Regions from separate parts of the Oryctolagus cuniculus genome. Here region 1 is linked to region 2. A link is a contact called in public Micro-C data. All regions are on one chromosome and are shown on one strand. Each heading gives the region's core, a stretch centred on a gene start, on an enhancer-like site or on the middle of the called end of the contact. The rest is flanking DNA. Distances are from core to core; before and after follow the strand shown. Region 1 holds the start of RUFY3 (RUN and FYVE domain containing 3). Region 2 holds the start of MOB1B (MOB kinase activator 1B).

The links. Hi-C and Micro-C count contacts between places; a contact is called where the count stands out from the background.
Region 1: a Micro-C map of ear pinna shows a contact between it and region 2, with 4 times the contacts expected there. The contact joins the promoter of RUFY3 here to the promoter of MOB1B in region 2. A contact is called at or near these places in 2 of 6 Hi-C or Micro-C datasets (ear pinna and an unstated tissue).

Annotation. Positions count from the first base shown.
Region 1 is chr8:94,784,066-94,786,823 of mOryCun1.1, reverse strand. It overlaps RUFY3 (RUN and FYVE domain containing 3), which reads left to right and starts at 1,421. Exons shown (of 18, transcript XM_051819714.2): 1 at 1,421-1,989. The coding sequence starts at 1,623. LOC138843560 (a long non-coding RNA gene) reads right to left here and starts at 339. Exons shown (of 3, transcript XR_011378406.1): 1 at 212-339.
Region 2 is chr8:94,615,582-94,618,521 of mOryCun1.1, reverse strand. MOB1B (MOB kinase activator 1B) reads left to right here and starts at 1,393. Exons shown (of 5, transcript XM_070048045.1): 1 at 1,393-1,725. The coding sequence starts at 1,712. LOC100356732 (ribosomal biogenesis factor-like) reads right to left here and starts at 240. Exons shown (of 1, transcript XM_002717117.5): 1 at 1-240. The coding sequence starts at 157.

The DNA of each region.
Region 1 (2,758 bases), core at 172-2,671, 170 kb before region 2:
CTCCAACATTCTAAAGACACGATGAAAATGCTTTGTTCCCCGATTCAGCTTTTCATTATTATAAGTAACAAGCTATTTGCCAAAATGATCAAATACCTCTAATAATAATGATTTAATCCTATGTTATATCGCGTTCTATTGCTTAACCACTCACAATAGCTCTATCAAGTAAGTAATAAAATCTTTCTATAGAAGAGCACAAATAACTTACTCAAGTAGTTAGTAGGGCTGGATTCAACAGGTCAGGAAAACACCCAAAACTAGGATGCTATGAAATTTTCTAAGACTACCTGAAGTTAGCTTCTTGGCAACATTCCTCTGTTTCAATGCTTCTGGCTTCAAAGACGGGAAATTGACAGTATTAGAAGTAATTTCTGGTGGTATTTTCAAGAGTGATTTATAGACAACAGTATTTTTTAAAGGATCACTTTTTCTTTCAGGAGAGTATACAACTTCCTCTTCGGAGGGAAAGACTCAACAGAGGCGGCGGGGAAAGCAGGTGGGCAATATGTTACACAACAGTGATTTTTAATTACGAGTCAACATGGACTCCATGCCAGCATTCTGCAACCCGAACACAAAGCTCATCAGCTGGGAATCCAGGGAGGAGAATAACGAGAGTAGCTGGAAACTCTCTCGTGGAGAAACGCGTTTCCTTGCGGGGTCAAGTGAATCAACAACCACGGATGCAAATATGTAACCTAAACCAATGCTAGGCAGTTTCTGGCGAGACCCAGGCTCTATCAGAGGGAAAACTGTCCACCTGTCACAGGCACTTGTCATATAAATCTCGAGCTGGTTGGCTTAAAATGCACTCATGCGCACCGGGAGCACTGGCAAACCAGGCAGTTTCAGTCAAAGCAAATACAATATTTCTATACCACGCACATGACAGGGAACAAAAGACGAGGTCGAAGGAGGACACCCACCTCTGGTTTATCACCTAAAACGCTCATGAATCAAAACCGTGTATCCACGGTTGAAGTTCCAGGGTGCGAAAGGCAAATGGTACCGTTTTCTACCCGGGGCGGGGGGGAGGCAGGCAGGCGCCTTTTTAAAACGAGCTTTCGCCTCTCCTTCCACCCAGGGCTTTGTGCCTTCGCGCTGCCGATCAGTTGGCAGTTAGACAGAAACGCTGCACGGTACTAGGCCAGGTTTCCCCACCTTTCAAGGCACCAGGGGGCAAACACGCCCGGCTCGCCCCCGGGGGCCCGGGCCGGTCAGGACGCGCCGCGGGGCGCCCGGCGCTCCCCGGGTCGGGGGCGAGCTCGGCCCGGCCGCGGGGAAGCGGGAGGCGGGGAGGCGGGAGAAGGCGGACGCTGCCCCCTAGGGGAGCCGAGTCGCAGGCTGGGGCCCGGGCAGCGAGGGAGGGAGGGAGGGGCGGCGGGAGGAGGCGGCCGGTAGGCAGGCCGCGCCGTCGGGCGGGGCCGTCCCTCCGGCTGGCTCGGGCCCGGCGGGGCGGGCTGTGGGCCGCGCGGCGGAGTCGAGGCACTGCCCGTGGCCAAGGAGAAAGGTGGCGGCGGCGCGGACGGGACGGGGCGGCAGCTCCCGGCCGTAACCCTCAGCTCCTCCGCCCGGGTTCCCGCGCCGAGTCGGAGGCGGCGGCCAAGGAGGGCACGAGCATGGCTGAGACCCCTCCGCCGCCGCCGCCGCCCGCCGCTGGTGCCGAAAGTTGCAGCGAGGAGCCGGCGAGGGGCGGAGAGCGGCGGCCGGAGGAGCCGCGGAGCGCCCCTGCCGGAGGCGCGGACCGCGAGGGCGAGGCGGGGCCGCCGCCGCCGGCCTCCCCCGCTGGGCCATCGGAGCCGGACTCGCCGGTGGCCGCCCCCTTCTTCCTGCTCTACCCGGGCGATGGAGCCTCGGGCTTCGCAGCGCGCCCACCGCCGCAGCAACAGCGCTCCTGGAGGACCCCGCCGTCCCCGGGCTCCCCGCTGCCCTTCCTGCTGCTGAGCTACCCGAGCGGCGGCGGCGGCGGCGGCGGCGGCAAGCACCGTGAGTGGCGGCGGGGAAGGGGGCACTCGGCCGGGAAGCGCCGGCCCGGCCCCCGAGGAGCTCCGCCTCCCGCTAGTGTGTGTGGAGCCGGGCCGGCCGGGAGGCGGGGGCGCTGGGGACAGCCCCCGGCGCGGCGCGGCGCGGTGTCGGGGCGCGGCGAGGAGGCACCTGGGCGGGGCGGCCGCGGTCCGGGCGCCGGGTTTTGTACCTCAAGTTTCCCCAGGCCGCGGGCCCCCGCCGGGCCTGGCCTCCCTCCCTGCTCGAGCCGGCCTCCCACGTGCTCGCGCGGGGGCGTCGAGCCTCCTTCAGCCCCAGCCCTCGGCGCTGGGGCCCATGTTGGGACCCGTCCCGGGGCGGTGGAGGTGGAGGCGGCGCCCGGAGACCCCCGCAGCCCCGCCGAGCCTCCGATTGCGGGCTGCAGGCGGGCGCCGGGGCCGCCGAGTAGGTGTGGCCGCCGCCCGGCCGGCCTCAGTGTACTAGCACATTCTCAAGTGCGCTCACTCCGTCTCCATAAATAGGATGGATCCGTCTGCGGGAGTGGGAACAGCAGCCCGGAGCGGCGTGGCTCTGGAAGGGCACCTCCCAGGATTCTAGCTTTTGTCAGGAAGAGGCCTTCGCCTTTTTTTTTTTTTTTTTTTAAGCCGCTGTCGCACGCTGTGAACCCCGCTCGGTGCTGACCCTGAGCGGCCTCAGGGTGGGCGCTGTGAAGACTCTGGGAGCAGAGTTAAATCGGGTTTACAAAGCCAAGATCTTACAGTGTGAAAATGTG
Region 2 (2,940 bases), core at 144-2,643:
CTTTGTTCACTCTGTTAACTTTGTCTTCGTTCACAATGTTTATCTTCTTAAGATTAGTAGTAACTGGTTTTGCTTTGTTTTTAGCCTTAAAGTTTTTTTGGCTGGCTATGTGAAATACATTTTTGGACTTCTGTCCTCTTAATTTGTTCTTGGCCATTGTCTTAAATCCCCGCGTGCTGCAGCTGGAGGTCCAGGTGACACCATCTGCACGCACATAGTCCCTCTAACTCTGACTTTCAAATAAATAAATAAATAACTCTTAAAAAAAGTAGTATAGGAATATTTCAAACACAGGGGTTTTACATAATAAATCCATGATTTTTATTATATTTAGCTCAGTCCTCCTCTTTCCTCCTTTTGTGGCATGTTTTGGGCCTGTAATTCTCAAATTATTCCAGTGACCTCTGCAGTTCCCCTAATAGTGTGAGATCTCAATATTTTCCTCTATTTTTGTTTTTAACTATTTTATCGCCATGCCTAAACTAATAATGTGACATATAAGAAAATAAAGTTCACATTTGCATCTCCTTCAAGTGTATTCTGCCCTTTGGAACTTTAAGTCAAAGGCGGGTTAATATCTGCACATTTGTTTTGTTGGGATTCTTTGAGAACTTGTGGATTTGATGGGTGTCCGTAACATGGACAGCTCTTGCATAAAACAAACGGGTACCCATAGTCCTCCTCAAATTGACAATGCCGCAGGCGCATTCTTAGAACATAAAGCCTTGCTCTGGGCCCCTTAACTAGGAGAGAACAAAAGTGCTTCCATAAGTGAGACTGAATTTTTTCTAGCTTCCAGCATGTTTTGCACCTCACCCTGCATTTACCGGGGGCTTTGGCCCCGCCTCAGTGTTGTCTCTGATGATGACCCGCCTACCTTGCTAGTAGTGTCCGTGGTGACTCCAGCTCTCCCCAGGGCTCCCTCAGTTTTCCCAGGAGCTGATGACAGCCTGGCCTGCCAGTTCAGACAGGGACCCAGAGACCCTGACCTAATTCAGGGCTTTAAAATGCTCCCATCACAGGGCAGCGACCTTGAAAGCTCATTTAGTCCCCTTTCCTCTCTTCGGGCAGAACCACATCCAAACCATTCCCTGACCTTAAATACTGGCAGAGAAGGAGACTGCATAGCCTCACCTCACCTTGGACCGGGCACTCAGGGTGGGCAGAACCCCGGTGGCCCTTCAGTCCCTCTCCGCAGGACCCTGGCCTCCTGGAGCTGCCGCCCACTTCCTCCCCGACCGTGAAGCCCAGCTAGCGCTCTGCCCGCGACCCCCGACCTGGCGGACAGGCCTGGGCGGGCAAAGGGCTCCCTGGGCCCAAAGGTGACCATTAGGCCGGCGACCCCGGGCCCAGCAGGAGGCGCCGGGTGGGCGCGCGCGGCTCTCGCGAGAGCTCGGTTAGTGAGGGTGGCAGGGGCCTGGGGAAGTGGACGCCTGGGAGCGGCGCGGTGTCAGAGGAGCCGGCGGGCGGCCCTTTCCCCGCCTCCCTTAGCTTCTCCTCCCATTGAGCGCTGCACGCTCTGCGCTTCCCACTTCCGCCCCCTCTGCCTGCCATTGGAACCAGCGAAGCCCAGCAAGTTGCGGCCGCCGAGCAGCCGGCGCTGCCCTCCTACTCTGCGCCTGTCTTCCTCTCGCCTGTCCTCCGCTTCCCCGGCCGCCGCCGCCCCTGAGGCCTTGCGATCCCCGCGCCCGTAGCCCACGCCGCGGCCGACATGAGCTTCTTGTTGTGAGTAGCAGGCCCCTGCGCGCGTCGGCTTTGTTTGGGCGCGACCTGGGCCGCGGGCCCCGGCCGCCTGCCTGCACGCCGTCCCGCCCGGCCCGGTGGCCTCGCTCCGCGCTGCCCTGCCGGGCGTTGCCCCCCGGGCGGAGCTCCGGAGCTGCAGCTGTAGCTCCCGGGACGCCACCGCCGCCGCCGCCGCCTCGGCTGGCTTGTAGCGCGCGTGGAGTCCCCGAGCCGCAGGAGGCTGTTTCCCCCGGTACTCCCGGCTGTGTGTGTGTGTGTGTGTGTGTGTGTGTGTGTCCGATTTCTCCGTCAGCCCGAGCGCTGCCTTCGCACTCCTGCCGGCGATTGTTTATCCGCACGCTTTTCCTAGATACCGCCCACTCCCGTCGGGCTCCGACTCGTTTCTGCGTCCCAGGCACGGAAGATTGAGCGTCCTGCTCTTTCCCCTGTCACGCCGGGACCTTGTAAACTTCCTTCTTAGGCCGTAGGGGTGGGGAGATAGGGGACAAGCCCTGTGGCTGTAACTCCGATGCGGATCGGAGTCCTTCTCCGGTGACAGCCTGGGGTCTTGGGCAGGGGTATCTGGAGCTGCCTGCATGCCACAGTGTTGGTTAGGTCCCCCCAGGGGGTTGTTGCGCGACTCATTGGAGGATGCCATCGGTAGAGTCTCATTGAGTGCTGGTCATTATTTCGCTGTACTTATCGCTTATTCCAGAAGAGTTTGGGGCGGAAGGGGGCCGAGAGGGCAGGGCGGAAAGATGAGGCGGCCAGATGAGGGTGTGGAGGCAGCAGGCGGGCCTCCGGTTACGCCCCGAGGAATAACTCTCCTGAAGGCTTCGCTGTGTGTGGTTCCTCCGTGGTTCCTCTGCGTTTGGAAAGCCAGTGTGAAGTGGGAGTTGGAAACCGACTCCGTACACTCCTTCACTGTGGTGGACGAGATAAGCGTTTTGGAAGATTGTTTTCTGGGCTGATTGCACTTACTTCCCAGTCGCCCATTACTTTTTAGTCATCCCCTTGGCATCTGACTTCTGATGTTTTAATTCACCCTTATTTCCACGTGGCTTATATCTACAATATTAATTCTTTTTAGGGTGTCTATCGAGCGATCACGGACGGTTAACTGCCCGCAAACTGGCTATTATTTTCCATGTGCGTAGGGGACCTGGCTTTTGTCAGCCTGAAGCCCCGTTTTTAGACTTTATCCTGGACGTTGATTCT